2 separate regions of the Ovis aries genome follow, and region 1 is linked to region 2. A link is a contact called in public Hi-C data. All regions are on one chromosome and are shown on one strand. Each heading gives the region's core, a stretch centred on a gene start, on an enhancer-like site or on the middle of the called end of the contact. The rest is flanking DNA. Distances are from core to core; before and after follow the strand shown.

Evidence for each region. A called contact is a pair of places that touch in the nucleus more often than the background predicts.
Region 1: a contact with region 2 is called in a Hi-C map of tail adipose tissue, with 2.9 times the contacts expected there. The contact joins the enhancer-like site here to the promoter of ABLIM3 in region 2. A contact is called at or near these places in 8 of 16 Hi-C or Micro-C datasets (liver, mixed tissues, muscle and 4 more).

What each region holds. Positions count from the first base shown.
Region 1 is chr5:58,362,507-58,366,993 of ARS-UI_Ramb_v3.0, reverse strand. All of the region lies in intron 4 of ABLIM3 (actin binding LIM protein family member 3), which reads right to left. Among named protein-coding and RNA genes, the nearest start is that of ABLIM3, 67 kb to the right of the region's middle. Within about 2 kb of position 1,478, at least 12 of the 54 cell types and tissues checked have an H3K27ac peak or open chromatin away from gene starts, as enhancers often do. A contact at or near this core is called in liver and tail adipose tissue, where this site is marked.
Region 2 is chr5:58,296,259-58,300,935 of ARS-UI_Ramb_v3.0, reverse strand. ABLIM3 (actin binding LIM protein family member 3) reads right to left here and starts at 3,289. Exons shown (of 19, transcript XM_060416591.1): 1 at 3,203-3,289. The coding sequence starts at 3,215.

The DNA of each region.
Region 1 (4,487 bases), core at 229-2,728, 68 kb before region 2:
TGTTGCTAATCTATTTTACATGTAGTAGAGTGTATCTTTTAATCCCCAAACCCTAATGTATCTTTCTCTTTCTCCTTTGTTAACCATAAGTTTTCCCATGCCTATGAGTCTGTTTCTGTTTTGTAAATCATTTGTATTGTTTTTTTAGGTTCCACATATAAGTGGTAGCATATGATATTTGTCATTCTCTGACTTATTTCACTTACTGTGATAATCTCCAGGTCCATTCTTATTGCTGCAAGTAGCATTATTTCATTCTTTTTTATGGCTGAGTAATATTCCATTGTATATATACACCACATCTTCTTTATCCATTATCTGTTGATGGACATTTAGGTTGCTTGCATGTCTTGGCTACTGTGAATAGTGCTACAGTGAACACTGGGGGGCATGTATCTTTTTAAATTAGAGTTTTCTCCAGGTAAATGCCCAGGAGTGGAATTCCTGGATCATACGATAACTCTATCTTTAGTTTTTTTGAGGAACCTCCATATTGATCTTCGTAGTGGCTGTATCAATTTACATTCCCACCAACAGTGAAGGAGAGTTCCCTTTTCTCCATAGCCTCTCTGGCATTTGTTATTTGCAGATGTTTTCATGACAGCCATTCTGACCGATGTGAAGCAACACCTCATTATAGTTTTTATTTGCATTTCTCTAAAATGCAAAAAATTTGAGCAACTTTTCATGTGCCTGTTGGCCATCTGTATGTTTTCTTTGGAGAAATTCCCATTTAGTTCTTTTACCCGTTTTTTTGACTGGGTTATTTTTTTCACATTGAGCTGCATGAGCTGTTTTATATATTTCAGAAATTGAGCCCTTGTCACTGAATTTTATCAAGATCTCCAAGCACAGCAGAGTTTGCGAATCCCTGCTCCAAGCTTAGGTTCTACTTTTTCTCACCTTTAGGCTCATATGCTCAATGGTTTGTGATTTGTGTGCTTTTGGTTAAGCCTATTCTCTTGCCTAGCACCATGCTCAGCACACAGTAAAAACTTAGAGTAGATCTTCTGAATGAGCAGCCCTCCTAGCACCCATGCACACCTCCTCCCTTATGTGACTACAAACCAAACATCTGCCTCCCTAAGCAGTGAGGATTAAAGAGTCTGATGAGATTGTTCCAGAGCAGAAAGGCACCCTTGCTCTCCGTTTCCATCACCCTGGACCATGCACTGAGGCCAACAGAATGTAGGGGGGGCCAGAGGCTGCCTGTTGCTCAACAATGTCTAGGGAGGGGCAGGAAATGGAGGCAGGGTCCGAGGTACTTGGGAGATGCTGGGAATTCAGGCTTAGCTGACAGGATGTCCCACTCTGGAGGAGGAAAGGGTCAAGGGGCAATGTTTACCAGAGCACAGGCCTCCTTCTTGGCACCAAAGGCAAATGCACACTTGGGAGCAGTAGAGGAGGAGAGAGACACACAGCAAGTTGGGAGAGGCTGGCTGAAGTTCTCTCATCCAGCTGGAAGCCAGTCCTGGAGAAGAGATGAGGCATCTGTGTCTCTAGGAAGGGGGTGTGTCCAGCACGCTGTGGAAAGTCTGGGCCCTGACGAAGTGTGTGTATGAGTCAGCTCCCATAGTCCATGCCTCTTGGCTACACAGCACCTTTCTAATGTCTCTTAGCGCAAGCTGAGGGCAAGAAGGTCTCCCATTGCAAAATGCTTCAAGTCCCAGGTCTTCAAATGGGGGCTGGTAGAACAGATTTAGGATTTCTTTCTTTTCCTTTTTTTTTTTTTGTCTCCTGGAATAAGTCAACTTCCACTCCATCCCAATCATCACAGTCTTCAGAATGTCATTGTTTAGAGGTCAGTACCCCCTCTTCTTTTATAGATAGATGGCCTCTGAAGTGACTTGTCCATGCTCTATATAGGAAAACCCAAGGGCTCGGGCATCTGGTCCAGCTTTCTAGGCCACAGGTGCTGAATTTGTGTCTCTGTGGGTTTTCTTGATAGGGTTAAAAAATTCCACAGGGGCTCAGAGTTCACATCAAAGTCCCACCCAGCACAGTAATCCTCAGCATTCTCAACAGGTGGGCTGCTGCTGCTGCTAAGTCGCTTCAGTCGTGTCCGACTCTATGTGACCCCATAGACGGCAGCCCACCAGGCTCCCCTGTCCCTGGGATTCTCCAGGCAAGAACACTGGAGTGGGTTGCCATTTCCTTCTCCAATGCATGAAAACAGGTGGGCATCTTCCTCTAAATCACTGCCTCCAGTAAGACTGTCATGATGTCCTTTTTTTATATGAAGCTGAGGCCTGAATTCTTGTGACACCCCCTATTTTAAGCAACCAAGGATTATTTACCTCTTACTCTAAATGTGTTTCTTCAAATCTTTTATGATAACTACAGTTTCTCTCTTCTCCTTTATCTCCCGCACTTCACTTTTCCTTGCTTGACGTGGTCTGAGAAAATTCACTTGTGGATTCCATGGAGATAGAGAAGTTACTGGTTAACACCACCATTGTCTATCTTTTCAATAAACCTTACTCAAAGAGTTGCATCCTTTTGTGGTCACAAAAGAGATGAGTTCCATCTCTTTAAGTTGCAGTGACATATCTGATATAAATTGGCATCTTGAATTAAAATTTAGGAGATGGTACAGTATCGTGGTTAGAGGTTGAGCTGAGAGGTTAGAGTGAGTGGAGAGAGGCTGGCCAAGGGGAGAATCCCAGCTCCCCAGCTGACTAGGTGTACAACTGTTCAGGTCCAGCTTCCTCATCCGAACATGACTGGTATAAAGATGAACTGAAGTGAGGCCTGGAAGGACTTTGCACAGGGCCGGGCATGTATGTACCCAATAAGTGGTTATTATCATTATTATACCACATTCTCATGGTTTTTAACTCATACTCTGTGTATTATCCAATCTCTGATATGAGGTCAGAAACAGTATCTCTGATGTAGGGAAGGCCTGCTAATTCCTCCTGAGAATTCTGGCACACCTATTCCATTTTTTCCCCCCATATTATATTGTTCATCCTCCACTCAACTGGCTTCAGATGAAGGATCTTTACCAGGATCTTTTTCCCCCCTCTTCTTCCAACTTTTACTTATGACCAACATCGGAGCTTCAGGCACTGCATCCGGGAGCCCATGGACCTGGTGTAATAAGCAAGGTCAGGACACACCCTGCCACAAGCTGGATTCTGCACAGCCAGCTGTCCACTCCATTCCTCATACGTTCTTTGTTCCAAAATTACCACCTTCAGCTGGCAATAAGCACGATGCACCTGCTCCTCCTAAATCCCTCCGTTTACTGGAATCTCTGAAGACCCCAGACAGTTATTTTTAGCCTTTTCTGACTGTGTCATTCATTACAGCAAAAATAGGTGGGTGTGTGAGTCATAGCAAGCTCCCCACCTTGTTTTAGGCAACTAATCCAGAAAGACAGGACCCTTCCTATTAGCAAGTCATGTCTCTAGTATAGGGTGTTAAGGGAGTAGGCGCCAAAGCCAGACTTGCCTAGGCTCACACTCTGGTTCCATTACCATTATCTGAGTGACCTGTGACACTCCTAGAGTATCTGGTTTCTTATCTAAAAACCATTGCTCTTGTCTCCCTCCTAGAGTTGTGGTAATGATTAAATGAGATGTTTAGAAAACTTAGTGCAGTGCTGACAATAGTAATGGCCAGTCAATGCTAGCAGCCGTGATGGCAGTAGTTTTGGTGGTGATGGTACTACTGCTGCTGATTCTTTGCAGTGAGGTCTGCACAGTGCCCGGCACTAGGAACAGTCCATGTCAGCAAAGGTGACGTGTTGGTGATGGTGCTGGTGGCGGTAATGGTATTCAGTGTGACACTGGTGACTGTGGGGATGGCAGTGCTGGTGGTGCGAGTGGTACTTATGGTGGTGATGGCAATGGTGCTGGTGGAGGTGGTGGTGATGTTCCGCCCCTGATTCTTCTCAGCGAGGTCTGTGCAGGGCCTGGCACTAGGGATAGTCAGTCAGTGTTAGCAGTGGTGATGGTACGCTGGTGATCATGATGGTGGTGGTGATGGCAATCATGCTGGTAATGGTGCTGGTGGAGGTGGTGGTGATGTTCCGCCCCTGATTCTTCTCAGCGAGGTCTGTGCAGGGCCTGGCACTAGGGATAGTCAGTCAGTGTTAGCAGTGGTGATGGTACGCTGGTGATCATGTTGGCACTGGTGTTGGTGAAGGTGGTGATGTTGCTTCCACCCCTGATTCTTCTCAGCGAGGTCTGTGAAGAAACAGTTTTCCTGCCTGTGATAAGTAACATGATTCCCATCTCTTGACAGTTCCCAAGTATTCTTCTTGATCTCTTCTGAGTAGATACAGATGCTGCTTTTCCACAGTGTCTTGACATTCCAGGAATGAAAATTCACACTCCTCTGGCTCAAACATATAGCAAGTCTTTCATCCTTCATTTTCCTTTTCCAAGCTATGTTCATCATCTTAGCACTCTTTTGAATCTTGCTTTAGTTTCCTCCATCCCTGGGGGACTCAGAAGCCCTTTCAACCTCCCCTCGAGTCA
Region 2 (4,677 bases), core at 2,040-4,539:
TGCTAAAGCTGAAACTCCAATACTTTGGCCACCTCATGCGAAGAGTTGACTCATTGGAAAAGACCCTGATGCTGGGAGGGATTGGGGGCAGGAAGTGAAGGGGACAACAGAGGATGAGATGGCTGGATGGCATCACCGACTCGATGGACATGAGTTTGAGTAAACTCTGGGAGTTGGTGATGGACAGGGAGGCCTGGCGTGCTGTGACTCATGGGGTCGCAAAGAGTTGGACACGACTGAGTGACTGAACTGAACTGACAGCGCAGCTTGATTTCAGAAGAATTCTGATGAAACTAAACCAAAATATACTCTGAGGAGTCACTGACTGGGCACTCCTTCTGTTTTTTTTTTAAACCACCTGAGACATGTGTTTCTTATTAATAAAAAATTTACATATATTTACAAAGCAATCTCTCACCCACCTGTCTTGTCCTCAAGATCACATTTCTACATTCCTTTCAATTTATGACAAAGGTGTGACATCTGAGAGGTTGAGTGACTTGCTTGCTAATGTCATAAGGTCAACAATGGTAGGAACCACAATGACTTCAGCAGTGACAATGACAGCCTTGCCACCATCGCTGACACCTTGCCAGCTATGTTGCGGGTACTGCTCTCTCAATTGTACATGGCACATGAAGACTTATCTCCATTCCATGCGGAGGAAGGTCCCATCATTCCCATTTTGCAGATGAGACAACCATCCTGAGGACCACACAGCCAGCCAGTGAAAACACAGCCAGAACCTGGGCCCACCTGATAGCAGGGCTTGAGCTATCCCAAGATTATACAGCCTATGCACCTCTTCTCCAGATAAAGTGACGAGCAATATAATAATAAGCTCATGATTTGCCCCCATCTCAATGGTGACATTTGAACAGTTGATTAGGAATGGCACACACTGTTGATAATGTTATGCATCCAAGTACCTTTCACAAACCCAAAACTAGCCACATGAGTTGAAGACTGCAAAAATGGAGCAATAATGCCCATTTGACAGGGTGGATGTGAGAGGGATGCAGGTGAAATGCGTAGCCCAGTGGCTGGTAGGGTGAGGATTCAGGAAGGGAAAGTGCAAGAAAAAAACCGAGTGACAGTTTCTCTTAGGTTCAATTTCAGGCATGAGGACTGAGTTAGGAGTCTCACATGGTAATGGGGCGAGCATTTTTGCTTACATCAGGTCACCCCATGGACCACATGCCCATGCTCTGTCCCTGTGACCCCATCACACCATCACTCCTCCAAGGTCTGATTTCTACTCTTTCCTTCTGAAGACTCCCAGCGTGGGGAGGAGGTGCAGTGACGAGGGAGCCTGGCCCCAAAGCCCTGAGCAAGAGTTTCTCCACAGTTTGCCCCCAGGTAGCCCTTAAGAGAATCACTTCCTCATAGGGAACCTCAGGGACCCCCAGGCTGCCTGAGTCACTCTGTTTATTTTCCCCTACTCCTGGAAAATAAACGTGCTTTCCCCACTTAGAAAAAGTATATGAGGCTAGAATGGCATTTTTGTTAGTCCTTCTCTTCTGCAGTACTCAATTCTACTACTTTTATGTTTTTTTTAAGTAAAATCTATTTCCTTCTTTAAGGAAAACTCAGTGTTGCTAATGGTACAAGAGTTTATGATTCTAAAGAGAGAAAAAGTGTTGCTTGTTACCTAATTTCTTAGTTCCTTGAAAAATAAATGAGCCATCTTTCTCTTCTGTCGTTTAGTGAGAAAGGACTCCCATAAATACATTTTTCCCCGCCTAGAGATAGTGAGAAGTGACAGGCACTTCACATTCTTACTTGTCTGAGAGCACAGATGGATGCAAATTTGTGGCCCACTAGGTGATCGGGTCTACCTAATTTTGCTCTTTTCCTGAGCCTCATGTGAAGCCTCAGCCCTGTTCCAGACTGTCAAAATCAAGAGGCAAAATTCTTGGGCTGTAAAAGGCAGAGGGAGTCCAGCTACACTTGCCTGCTTAGCGCAGCTATGCAATACACAAAGGAAGACGGCAGAGAGATGACTCATACAAATATATAGTAAATAAATATATTTCATTTCCATCTCCCTGGCTTTGTTTTCCTCCCCTCCATGCCAACAGCCTTGAAATGGAAGGAGGTTAAGGAAACCTGATTTGATCTCAAACACAGCCTCAGAAGGTACTGATTTTTATGACCTTGTTTCTCAGCTGTAGCTTTTTTAGAAGAAACTTGCAGATTCTTAGATTAGAAGAAGCTCAAATTCAACCCTTCTCATTTTACAGATGAGCAATTGGAGATCCAGAGAGGAGAGGGCCAAGTCAAAGACCCAGGGAAGTGAATGTTCCTAGGCGTTCTCTGGTTCAACAACCCCACATGCTGCTAGACAACCCAGACAAGTGAAGCTGGCCAGGAGGGGGACTTGAATCCAGATCTCTCTTTCAGGGTGGCACTCATGCCACCTACCCCAGTGGGCGCCCATGGTCAAAGGCACTGAACTGAAGAGAAAGAGCTTAGGCCTCCTTGTATCTCTCACTGCATTTCTCAGCAGCTGAGGCTCAGCCCAGCAGTAAAATGTCTGGTCCTGCCTCTGCAGAGCAGTTACTGCTTCTGGCATTTCAGAGACATTGGCCAAAGGGCTTGTCTCTTTTCTCTCGTTCTCAGGATGGCTAAATGCTGCCTTAAGGTATGTGAAAAATATCAGCCCTGGGCCCATGGGGCTGCCTGCACACTAGAGCAGGATATTTCACAATCTCCAGACCCAAAGGTGGCTTCCTGGCAATTTGTTTATCAAACTGCTCGTTCCTATCCCACAGCCTGCCCACACCCACCCACCCACCCACCAGCCCGAGGCCAGCCTCCCTGCCTCTTCCCAGCTCCAAGACCAGCAGGGCCTTCCTCTTCTTTCCAGCTGTGTGCTGGGAGGTCTCCTCTGAGCCCCCTCAGTCAGACAATGGCTACACTTCTGCTTCCTAGGCCTTCTCAGGCTTTGCTAGAAGGAGACAAGCAGCCTTCCCAACGGAGACAAGTGGCGCGGCCAATAAAACATTAGCAAATATCGTGAAAACCGGGAGCCATATCCCTGTACTCGGGAGGGAGCACAGAAAAAACCGAGGAGGAGTCTGGGGGCATGTGTCCCCCCGGTGCCAGGCTTCCTTCCTCCTTCCAGGCAACCCCAGCGCCGGCTCCTGCACCTCCCGCCCCCACCCTGTTCCCATGGCAAAGAAGAGGAGGACCCACTTACGGCTCGTGTTCATGATGATGCCTTTGCACTGGGTCTTTCATTCAATACGGAGACTCCAGATGCTTTTTAAATCTTCCGATCTTTCGACTTCACTCATCACCTGGGGGGTGAAATAGTCCAGTGTTAGCTCTGTATCCTGAGGTGCCCTCTCTCTGCTGTCCCTCTCAGTCTGGGCTGTAGCCTCTGGCCTTGAAGGCGAGTGGGCTAATAGCTCAGGTGAGAGCAGGGAGGAGGAGGCGGCAGAGAGGACGGGAGCGCCTGGGTCCGTCCGCTCCTGGGACCTGACTGCCCGACAGAAGCGGGGCCGGCAGCGCCTGTTGGCGCGCACCCCGACTATTGCAGCCCAGCGGCTCGGGAGCCCAAAGGGGGTGTGGACCACAGGGAGGCAGGGCGGGGGCAGCGTGCTGGGCGCCGGGCTCTGCTGGGCAGCGCGTCCCCGCCCGGCGTCCACGAGCGGCGGCCCGCCCCGGGACCCACCTCTCGGCCAGTGTCGGGAGCCAGAGGCCCCTGCCCGGGCCCCTGAGACCAGTTCATGAATCCTGGTCCTCGTCTGGGGTCTCGAATTCCAAGGCGAGCAAAACGAAATAGGAGAGCTCGACATCCATGATGCGGGCTCGCCGGGTGGCTGCGCGGGGGGCGCGGCTGCTCGCTGCTGCCACCTGCTGGACGCGCCTGCGCGTGTCCAGGCCCCGCCCCGCCCGGGCTTCTCTCTGGGTCCTGGGCTGTCAAGGGGAATGGATGGGACCCTGTGTCCTGTGGCGAAGGAGGGGGTGCTTGAGCGCTGCTTCCCTCCCTCGATACACGGGTCTAAGAACTAGACAATGACAGGAAAATAGACCCTCTATGAGAGGGGCTGTGAAGAAAGGATTGGCTTTGCAGGAAGACAGTGTTCACTTCCAACTCTGCTTGCTCCTGACCAGCTGGGTGTAGTCTGGTCTTGAGCAGGTCGCTGCTGGCTTTGCCTGGTGTTCCTCAAGTGTAGAAGGTGGGGGCTGGACAAGTGAATAAGAGATTATGGGTTCCTCTAGCCTCCTAATTCTGTTCCTACCTCCCGCTTCATACCCCTTATCACTGACGCATTTGTTAGAATTTTTTTTTTTTTAAATATTATCCCTCTCCTCCATGAGAATGTTCGTTCCATTGAAGTATGGGTCTTGTCAGTAGGGTTCACTGCCAGGCCCTCAACACCCAGAAAAGCACCTGACACACAGTGGGTATCAATAGATAGTCACTGACAGACTACCCTAGTGTTTTCTGGATCTAGCATCACTCAGCCCTCAGAATAGAAGGTCCAGGAACACCTGCTTGGAAACACTTCCCTGTGTGAGGCAAATATCAGGTATGTACCCTAGTGACTCAACCTCACTGGTTCACCCAGTTTTGTATGGCCAAAGTTTTTTTTCCCTGTAGTTAGTTTTTGCAGGTGTGTATTAAAAAAACCTATATTCTGATTCTCCTGGTCATGGTTAATTCAG